2 separate regions of the Sus scrofa genome follow, and region 1 is linked to region 2. Evidence: chromatin contacts called from public HiChIP or PLAC-seq data. All regions are on one chromosome and are shown on one strand. Each heading gives the region's core, a stretch centred on a gene start, on an enhancer-like site or on the middle of the called end of the contact. The rest is flanking DNA. Distances are from core to core; before and after follow the strand shown.

Evidence for each region. HiChIP or PLAC-seq counts read pairs in DNA pulled down with a chosen protein or histone mark.
Region 1: an H3K27ac HiChIP or PLAC-seq map of alveolar macrophages shows a contact between it and region 2. The contact joins two enhancer-like sites. A contact is called at or near these places in 2 of 2 datasets of contacts at active chromatin or transcription factors (alveolar macrophages and skeletal muscle).

What each region holds. Positions count from the first base shown.
Region 1 is chr11:47,833,939-47,839,433 of Sscrofa11.1, forward strand. The region is part of intron 2 of UCHL3 (ubiquitin C-terminal hydrolase L3); the gene reads left to right. Among named protein-coding and RNA genes, the nearest start is that of UCHL3, 7.6 kb to the left of the region's middle. Within about 2 kb of position 2,678, at least 3 of the 83 cell types and tissues checked have an H3K27ac peak or open chromatin away from gene starts, as enhancers often do. A contact at or near this core is called in alveolar macrophages, where this site is marked.
Region 2 is chr11:47,704,701-47,710,018 of Sscrofa11.1, forward strand. All of the region lies in intron 1 of TBC1D4 (TBC1 domain family member 4), which reads right to left. Among named protein-coding and RNA genes, the nearest start is that of TBC1D4, 54 kb to the right of the region's middle. Within about 2 kb of position 2,586, at least 6 of the 83 cell types and tissues checked have an H3K27ac peak or open chromatin away from gene starts, as enhancers often do. A contact at or near this core is called in alveolar macrophages, where this site is marked.

The sequences.
Region 1 (5,495 bases), core at 1,428-3,927, 130 kb after region 2:
AAATACTGTTTAATGTTCTAATGATGCCTAGTTTGTATAAGAATGACTAACACATGTCTAGTATATGGAGATCATTATTAACGGTTAGATGATAAAACTAGTAAGCATATGTCTGAGTGGATGTGGTAAATAGTGATTTCTTTTGTTGGTTAACATACTGTCAGTCCCTTCTAAGGATATTTTGTCTTACTGTACATAGGACTGACTTTGAATAAAATCAGTTAAATGATAGAAAAACATTATCCAAAAAATTTAAGCTCTATTTTACTTATAAATGCATATAAGGGGGATAATAGGAGCTTGAGGCTGATGGAAAGTTACAGATAATTAAATATTAGGAATTATAACTTTTTTTTTTTAGTGCTGTACCTGTGGCATATGGAGGGTCCCAGACTAGGGGTCGAATCAGAGCTGCCAGTGCCGGCCTAGGCCACAGCCACAGCATTGCCAGAACTGAGTCACACCTGTGACCTACACCACAGCTTGCAGCAATGCCAGATCCTTTATCCCCTGAGCGAGGCCAGGGACTGAACCTGTATTGTCATGGATACTAGTCAGCTTCATTACCACTGAGCCACAACGGGAGCTCCCTATAACCTTTTTTCCAAAAGAGCATTTTTCGATATGAGCAATCATAGCATTTCTTTATATGACCATACTAGATTTCATCTTGATAATGGTTTGTGATATGAGTATTGCACAGCCACATTATATAATTTTAAATATTGTAGTGTTGTAGGACCACTGGTTTTTGATATGGAAATTCCCTAAGAATATTCCTAATTAGATTTTATTGAAGAGGCACAATATTTTCTGGCATAACGTATAATGTCCAAAGGAAAAGAAATTTATTTTACCATAACTGTTGAATTTAGCTTAGCTGCTCAAGTGTTGGGAAAAGAATTAGAAGTCATCCGATGGACTCTTGCTATAGAGAAACATCTGTCAGTTTGTGTTTCTCAGCTTGGGAAAAACACCCGCCTCAGCCTGTCCTCCTCTGGTTCCTATCTCCTCTCTGTTTCCCCGCTTTGTCAATTTTCCACAAAGAATTGTCCGTAGATGCTCTTGCTCCTCTCTCCCTCCTCCCTTCCTTTCTTCCTTCCTTCCTTCCATTCATCCTCCCTTCTTTTCTTCCTGTTTTTTTTTTTGTTTGTTTGTTTTTTTGCTTTTTAAGGCTGTACCTGCGACATATGGAGGTTCCCAGGCTAGGGGTTGAATTGAAGCTATAGCAGCTGGTCTACACCACAGCCACAGCAACATGGGATCCAAGCTGCGTCTGCAACCTACACTGCAGCTCACAGCAATGCCCGATCCCTAACCAAGTGAGCGAGGCCAGGAATCAAATCCACATCCTCATGGATCTTAGTTGGATTGGTTTCCACTGCACTTCAATAGGAACTCCTCTTGTTGCTTTCTTATCTGCAGGTTTTTTTTTTTTTTTTCTTCTGTATTCTGTCCTATCTAGTTTGCTTCTGTCCTTACCATTTCATAATAACTACTTTTGTCAAGTTTAATCACCACTTTGGCAGATGCAGCATTCACTTTTCTGTCCCATATTTCTTGACCTCTTGGCAGCATTTGGTAGAGTAGTCCACTCCATCCCTCTGAACACATTATCATTTCTGGGCTTCTGCGATGATTCTGATTTTCCTCCTATCTCTCTGACTGGAGTTTTGCCAATTTCTTCCAATTTTTAAGGAATTCCTCAGAGTTTTGCCCTAGACTGCTAATCTTTTCTATGTATGTTCTCTCCCTACTGATGTTTTCTGTTGTATAGCATTAACACTGTCAGTTGTCACATATATGATTCTGTGTTTCTTCAAGTCCTGACTTCTCTACGAAATTGGAAACTCATATATTCAGCTACCTCTTTGATATCTCCTTTTGGCTGTTTTTTAGATACCTCAAATTTAACTTGGCTGAAAAAGAAATCTGGATTTACATCCTCTCATCTCCTCCAAATCCACTTCCCCAGTCTTTTAAGGGTACCACCATGTATCCAGTGCCCAAGTTGGCGTCATTGATTCCTCTTCAAAAATATGCTGATTTGGAGAGGCCATCCTTATACTGATTTCATTTCTTGGGTTTGAATCTCTGCTCTGAAACCTTGGGCAGGTACCTAACCTCATTGTACCTCCATTTCTTAGTTTCTCATAACCTCTCCTAATCTTGTAAAATTATCATAAGGATTAAATAAATTATTACATGTAAAATAGGCAGAACAGTATGTAGAACAAAGCACTAACTGTGTGAAGTTAGCTGTTTTTGATGTTCCTCTCTTTCCCTAATCTCTCAGATCCAGTAGATCTGCGACTCTGGTAGACCCTTCTTTCAGAATCTGTCCCAAATCTGGCCGCTCTCTTCATTTCTACCTCTGCATCCCACGCCGCCATCATCCTTAGTTTGGGCAGCTGCAATAGATTTCTACCTAGTTTTTCTGCTTTTTTCTTTACCTCCCTAAAATCTATTCTCAAAATACGTCCAAGGCAGTTTTATAAAAATGCAAGGCACATCTTGGGTTTCTTGCTTAAAACTCTCCAAACACAAAATGATGGTCTGCTGCTTGTTCTTAACATACAATTCAGGCGGCTTACTGTGGCCTAATGGGGAGGTACTGTGTATCTCTCTTGCACATATGCTGGGCTGCAATCTTTGCACCAGCCCATCCTTCGCTTGAGTCATTCTGATCTGGGTTGTTTCATGGCTGGTTTTTTCTTGTCACTCATGCTTAACTTGAAGTTACCTCCTCAGTGAGTCTTTCCATGGTTACGAAACTGCTGTCCCTTCCTCCCCCAATCACCCATCCTGAATCCACACCGACATCATGTCTTGTCTTATTTTCTCTATAATACTGAACCATCTTGTGAAGTTATCTTGTTTATGTGTTGACTTGTTTATTGGGTGTTTCCTACCACTAGAATGTAAGCTCTCTGAGAGCTAGGACATGTCTGAAGTACTGAGAATGGTGCCTGCTTCATGGGGGCTCCCAACAAATGTTATTGAGTAGAAGAAGGAATTTTTTTTTTTTTTTTGGCTGCGGCTGTGGCACACAGAAGTTCCCAGGCCATGCAGTGAACCCACGCCACCTTAGTGAAAATGCTGGACCCTTAACCTAGTGTGCCACCAGGGAACTCCTGAATAAATTTTATATAGCTGCATCATGCTCCAGAAAATCTTTCTTAAAATTATCTTTAATGTGGTCATGGATCTTTTGCTTGAATATTTCAGTGAGAAGTCTTCTATTTCATAAAGTGGTTTAGGATTTTTTAATTATAATTAGAAAAATATGTAATAATATAGAGTAATTATATTTATATTTCTTTTTATGGAAACATAGTCTGCTTTTCTGGAACTTCCTTCAGTTGTCTGTATCTTCCCATTGAAACCACACAGAGTAAATCTAATTGCTCTTTCATGATATTACTAAAAATATCTATGGAAAAGGATTATAACAATTTAAGTCTTCTCGGAACTTGCCCAGATTCTCCAGCGGTGATGTCTTCCAAAACCTTATTACTCCTGGTCACCTTTCTTTGAGCCAGCTTCTGTTTGCCATCATCCTTCATAAAATAGGCCTCCCAGAGCTGATATCATATTCCACTCTGAATAATCTATGTTGAAATAGTGCATTACTACATTATCCTGAGTAACACAGCTTTTAAAGCAGATCGGCATGGCATCACTCATGTTGACAATTGTGTAGTCAGTCCATATTATTAAGTAAACTCTTTTTCTTGGTAGCTACGTCAAATGTTTTCAGTATTTTGCCATTCTGTACTTACATACTTTCATTTTTGTTTGTTTGCTAAATATCTATTAAAATTGATTTTGCAGAGTTCCCATTGCGGTTCACTGGGTTAAGAACCCAGCATTGTGTCAGTGAAGATGTGGGTTTGATTCCCCAGCACCAGGCTTGGTGGGTTAAGGATCCGGTGTTGCTATGAGCTGTGGTGTAGCTCACAGACTGGCTCGGATCCAGCGTTGCTGTGACTGTGGTGTAGGCCGGGAGCTGCAGCTCCGATTTGACCCCTAGCCTGGGAACCTCCATATGCCTTGGGTTCGGCCCTAAAAAGAAAATAAATAAATAAAATTCATTTTACTAGTTTCCCTACTTTAGGAGCCATTGTTTTCTCATTTAACTGTCAGTTATTCTCCTAGTTCTGCATCTAGCAGTTATTACTACTAGTATAATATCAGACAATTACTAGGTAATTATGATTGCTGTAATAACCCAAATCGTTAGTAAAGTAGTAACAAGGCAGAGACTTGCTGTCCTGAGGAGGATATTAAAGACCAGAGCAAGTGGCTTTAGAACAAATTTGAAAGGAAGGTAGATTTTATTTTTCCATTTTTAAAATTAATCAGATGTTAGATTTTTTTTTGTTAACCGACTGTCACCTAAAGAATGAGGAGGAATTCATTAAAAACAAGAGGGAGAGGCTAACTGTTTTTGAGATAGAAGTCCAGTTTGCGTGCAGAAACCCGATGGAAAGAGATGGTCGCTGATATTTTGAGAACTCTGTGGCTCAAGTTAGTGAGCAAGGTACAAAACGATACCTCAAGCAGCGGGAGGCAAGTAAACAGGTCCCAGAGCAGCCTGAGCTTTGCATGTGGGTTCTAGCGACCTGACCTTGAAAAGTCACAGAACCTCCCAGGCTCAGTTTCCTCACTGGTGAAAGGATGTAATAAAACCTCCCTTGCCAGTTGCAGTAAAGGTGAAGTGTGTTAAAGCTCCTAGCATAGTTTCTGATACATGATACTCTTTAAAAGCGTTTACGAATAATTTTTTTTTTTTTTTTTTTTTGCTTTTTAGGGCCACACCCCCAGCATGTGGAGGTTCCCAGGCTAGGGGCAAATCAGAACTGCACCTGCCAGCCTGCACCACAGCCACAGCAATGCAGAGCCTGAGCTGCGTCTGCAACCTACACCACAGCTCGTGGCAATGCTGGATCCTTAACGCCACTGAGTGAGGCCGGGGATTGAACCTGCAACCTCATGGTTCCTAGTCGGATTCGTTTCCACTGCACCACGATGGGAACTCCATCTTTTTTTTTTTTTTTTTTTTTAAATAACTTAAAATATTTTGTATTTGGTGGAAATTTTATCTTTGGACCATTGAATAAAAAGGATTAGTTAAGCGGGGATCTTTGATGGGCATATGTTCTAATTTACTAATTATTTTTCTCAGCAGGCCAGACTTTAGTGGCATTACGAAAATTCAGTGAGTTAAGTTAGATTTTTTTATTATTTTATGACCCAGTGTTCAAAAAAAGCCAGAAGACTATCAACTATAATGGAAAAAATAAAAATCATAAAATAATAAAAAAATAAATTCTTAAAAAAAAAGCCAGAAGACTGATATTAGAGCTTATGAATCCCTTCATCATGCTTGATGCAAATAGGATGCTCGTCATTGTGTAGAGATGGCTTTGCAAATCCGTATACTGTATAGAATACTTTGTGAGTAGTCTGGAAAGTTTTTTTGGAATAATTTT
Region 2 (5,318 bases), core at 1,336-3,835:
CCTCCAAATTTATATGTTGAAACCCACTCCCACGGTGTGCTGGTATCTGGGAGGTGACTGGGACATGAGGGTGGGGCCCTCATGAATGAGATTAGTGCCCTCGGAGACCCCAGAAAGAACCTTGCCCCTTCTGCCATGGAGGTTATAGTAAGAAGACAGCCACCTATGAACCAAGAAACAGCAGACAATGAACCCGTCACCACCTTGACCTTGGACTTACCAGCCCCCCGACTGCAAGAAGAAGATTTCTGCTATTTATAAGCCACTCAGTCTATAGTATTTTTGTTAGAGCAGCCCCCAAAAGGACTAAAACAACTGTGAAATGCAAAGAGAAACTCTGGAAACTACAGGACTTCAGAACATAGCGTAGTCCTAAAGAACTTTTATAGAATGAAGATTTTTAGATTAATTTTATAATCTATACAATAAAGTATTCCCAAAAATACCCATAGAGAAAAGGAGGAGATCTAATTTAGTTCATATAAAATGGGCAATATTGGTGAAAAGTATTTCACTCTAACTCTCCAAGCTTGGCAGGACCATTTATTCATTATCATATGTAGGGAGCCCTCTGGTGAACATGATAAAAGAAAATTATGATAAATGCATGTGACAGTGGAGAATCCCAAAGTTTACACAAAACATTCTCACAGTATCTGCAGCTATAACTCATCACAGACTTACTCTGCAACGGGAAATTACAAAATTCACCCTATAATCTGATAAAGAGATGACAAAATTACACTTTAAGTTGGAAAACATTCCTTTCTCACTATGAAACATACCTGTCTTTAAAGGCTGAACACTCTCTATTCTGAAAAATGGAGTTTAAATTTGCATTGTGTCATTGCTTCACAATTAAATAAATGGGATTTTGTGGGGTTTTTTGTTTTTTTGGGTTTTTTTTTTGCTTTTTAGGGCAGCACTCAAAGTATACAGAAGTTCCCAGGCTAGGGATCGAATAGGAGCTACAGCTGCCAGCCTACGCCACAACCACGGCAACTCAGGATCTGAGCCTCGTCTGTGACCTACACCACAGCTCATGGCAATGCCAGATCCTTAACCCACTAAGTGAGGCCAGGGATCAAACCTGCGTCCTCATGGATACTAATCAGATTCATTTCCACTGAGCCACAATGGGAACTCCTCATTTTATAAATTTTAAATTAAATAAAGCGTTCTTCAAGAGTCGACGTTGCTCCCTCACCTTACCCTAAGCACACACTCTAAACTCTCTTTTCTTTCATGTTGCCCCATCTTCTTTCCAGACATAATTAAGGAGTCACCACCTGAGTCTAGGAAGCAGAATTGGAAAAATGGCATAACTGAGAAAGAGGTCATCACAAGCGTTTTTCTTGTTAAGTGTTGTTGTTACACCAGTTTAGTACCCAGCTCCTCAGGGGACAGATGGAGAAATCACAATTTACCAAATGTTTATGATACACACAGATGGCCGTTTCTGTTTTGAATCTTCCATTCCTTTATTTTCCATTTGATCTGGGTGGATGTGAACACGTGCTCCCCCTGAAGGCCTTTTTCTGGGCAACGAGGGCCCCTCTGGCTGAGCACCGCCCCCTCTCTCCACCCACACCTCCCTTTCACAAGGCCAGAGCGGCTCCATCCCTGGGGGTGTTGGCTCAAATCTGCCCTCCCACACTGCTCCCCTCAATGCCACCGCTGTAACTGACAAAATCCTTGCTAATTCTCATGCAAAAGCAAGGTGAACCAATGCCTCGTAGTTTAAAATAAGCTGAACTCAGGAGTCCCCGGGGTGGCTCATTGGTTAACGAATCCGACTAGGAACCATGACGTTTCGGGTTTTTGATCCCTGGCCTTGCTCAGTGGGTTAAGGATCCAGTGTTGCCGTGAGCTGTGGTGTAGGTCACAGATGTGGTTGGGATCCCGCGTCAACTGTGGCTGTGGTGTAGGCTGGTGGCTACAGCTCTGATTCAACCCCTAGCCTGGGAACCTCCATATGCTGTGAGTGTAGGCCTGAAAAGACAAAAAAAAAAAGATGAAAAAAAATAATAATAATAATAATAAAAAGCTGAACTCAAACTCAGCTCCTGGAACAAATGAACATCTGAGGAAATCTCAAGCTAAGCTAATTCCTGGGGTGTCCCAGAGAGACTAAAAGGAAAATGAGGTTGTAATGGGCTTTCGAGCAGCTTTCCTGTTTTGTTTTTTTTGTTTGTTTTTGTTTTTTTTTTTACAGCCACACCTGCAGCAAATGGAAGTTCCCAGGCTAGGGTTCGAATCAGAGCTGCTGCTGAGGGTTAGGCCACAGCCACAGCAACACAGGATTCCAGCCACATCTGCGACCCACTTCAAAGCTTACAGCAACACCAGGTCCTTAACCCACTGATCAGGGCCAGGGCAAACCCACACCCTAACAGAGACAACATCGGGTCCTTAACCTGCTGAGCCACAACGGGAACTCCCTAAATACTTCTAAACAATCAATTATAAAAGATGGCCTAAAAATTATAACGGATGGAATTTTCTAGTGGATTTGCAGAAGCTAGTAATAATATGCACAAATTATTATGAGCAATCTGAGTGTTGGCTTTGTTTCTATGCAATCTTCAGTCTTGAGAACTCTGAGGAAACAGATGTCATGTGTCTACCAAGCATATGGGTGGCAGCATTATAGGAAGATGTTTGGTACATTTTCTAAATGTTCTAAATGATCATCATTACTTTAATGATCAGGGTTAGGCAATAACTGCAATGATAAAAACAAAAGGAATCTGATGCTGCATTCTTGTTACCAAAGATCTTTATTAAGGAACTATTTGCATGTTGTTAGCAGTAGGCAAATCCCTCCTTTGTCATTCAGTGAATTACACAAATAACTAAACAAATTATGGAGTATTTACCATGAGCCTGAATCTGCCTGGTACAAAGGGTTCAGACTAGTATACTCCAGGAACAGAATATAGTAGAGAACATAGACTTGTGTGCACAGCAATTTCAAAATAACGTGTTAACTACTAAGAAAGCAGTATTGAGGGGACCTATGAGAAGAGAAGGGCAAATCAGTTCAGTCTACGGTAAGAATGGGCTTTATAGAAGAATTTTATTTGCTAGAAGAGAGCCTATTATTACATGAGTGAAGTGTAGTCAGCTGGAGTGGGAGAGAGAAGGATTCCAGGAAAATCCCATACTCTCTGGTGAAAAGTGGCAGAAACCCAACTCAAACTGGCATAAGTAAAGAAAGAGCACTCAGGTTCTGTGTTTAACCAGAAAAGGCCAGTGTGGATTGGCCTCACTGACAGCGGAAACCAGGGGCCCTCCATCTCTTAGCTGCCTTGGCTGCCCTCCCTCTTGGCTAGAGGGGCCCCTTGCAGCCCTGTCTCATTAAGGGGACAGGATCAAGTGTGGAACATCCAAGAAGAGGGCTTCCTGATCTTGTGCATCCCTAGAGAAAGCCAAAGTGCTTAGTGGCTTACACAGGTGTAAGTGTGCCACCTGCCCAGGGGAGGTTCTCGGGCCCAGGACCTGAGAGGGACAATGACTACAAGCTTCGCTCAAACCACAGCTTCTCAAACATCAGTTTCCTGCAGCCAATGTGGCCCTGAACAGACAAAACAATAAAACCCATGACAAAGTAAGAATGTCAACAATGTCACGGGTGAGGCAGAGAAGAGCACTAAGGATAATAAAGAGGACAGAGTGACCAGCACTCTGCTAGCCCTGCGTGGGAAGCTGAAATTTGGCTGGGGAGGGTGTGGGCATTTATAGCCAGTTTTGGAGGACAGGCGATAGGCTGTACATGTGGCATATGGAAGTTCCCAGGCCAGGGATCAAATCCAAGCCACAGCTGCGACCTACGCCACAGGTGCAGCAACTCTGGATCCTTAACCCACTGCATCACAGCGAGAACTCCTACAGCCACTTTTAGATAAACATAAAAACGGCAAAGAGAAAGCAATTAAAAAGTTGTCATTAAACCATAAATTACCTATTTCAAGTACAGAAGCAGAAAAGGGTCACTAATATATATATATATATATATACATTTTTTTTTTAGGGCCACGCTTTCACCATATGAAGGTTCCCAGGCTACAGGTTGAATCAGAGCTACAGCTGCCAGCCTACGCCACAGCAACGTGGGATCCAAGCCACATCTGTGACCTACACCACAGCTCACAGCAACACTGGATCCTTAACCCACTGAGCAAGACCAGGGATCGAACCGCATCCTCATGGTTGCTAGTCAGGCTCGTTAACCACTGAGCCACGACGGGAACTCTGATCACTGATGTTTTTGAGTCTGATATGCTTTCTATATCCTTATAACCACATCCTATGTTTGGTATTATCATCTTCCATTTACGGATGAGTAAACTGAGACTGAAGACTAAGCCTGTAAAGGACACACAGTAAACAGTGGAGGAAGCAGAAAAAATCGTGCCTGTCTTACCGTGGTGTATATATTCCTTGCATACCGCCTCTTGCAAGGATCAGCACAAGTGCTGAAAAACATACAACACAACACGGACACTTTTTGCCTCAAATCTCACTTGCATTCCATGCCATTCAGTGGTTTGAGCACCGTCTCTGGGCGAGTCGCTTCCCCGTCACACACAGTGGCCCACACTTTGCCAGCATTCACTGCATCCATCTCGGGTGTCGGTGGCCTTCCTCAGCCTCTTCTCTCACACACGATGGGGAAGACAGGAAGCTACCCCTGCCACTTGCCCAGAACATTCTCTGACATGCACCATACTGCCCTACTCTCTACTACTTTTAAGTACATGTAAAAGTGGAGATTTTTAAGAGAACTTTTAGTTCTTTGCACAATCTGTTCCCACTTCTGTCCTAATATTTGCACCACAGCATGAGGACACAGCATAACTCATAAAATAAAAACAATCTACTTTCCCTTATTAAAAAATGGTAATGCGGAGTTCTCGTCGTGGCTCAGTGGTTAATGAATCCGACTAGGAACCATGAGGTTGCGGGTTCGATCCCTGGCCTTGCTTAGTGGCTCGGATCCCACGTTGCTGTGGCTCTGGCATTGGCCGGCAGCTACAGCTCCGATTTGACCCCTAGCCTGGGAACCTCCATATGCTGCAGGAGCGGCCCAAGCAAAGGCAAAAAGACAAAAAAAAAAAAAAAAAAAAAGATAATGCAAGATTTTTTCCCCTTTTACAAACATTGAGGTGTATGAGTGTAAGATAAAGGCAATGAAAATTCTTTAGTCCACTAAATAAATTACTACAGGAGACGGATCTTTCCTAATGTAATTGAATCATACAGCATATCACACATAGTACTCATCTAATATACACTGACTCAAACAACAGGGTAAA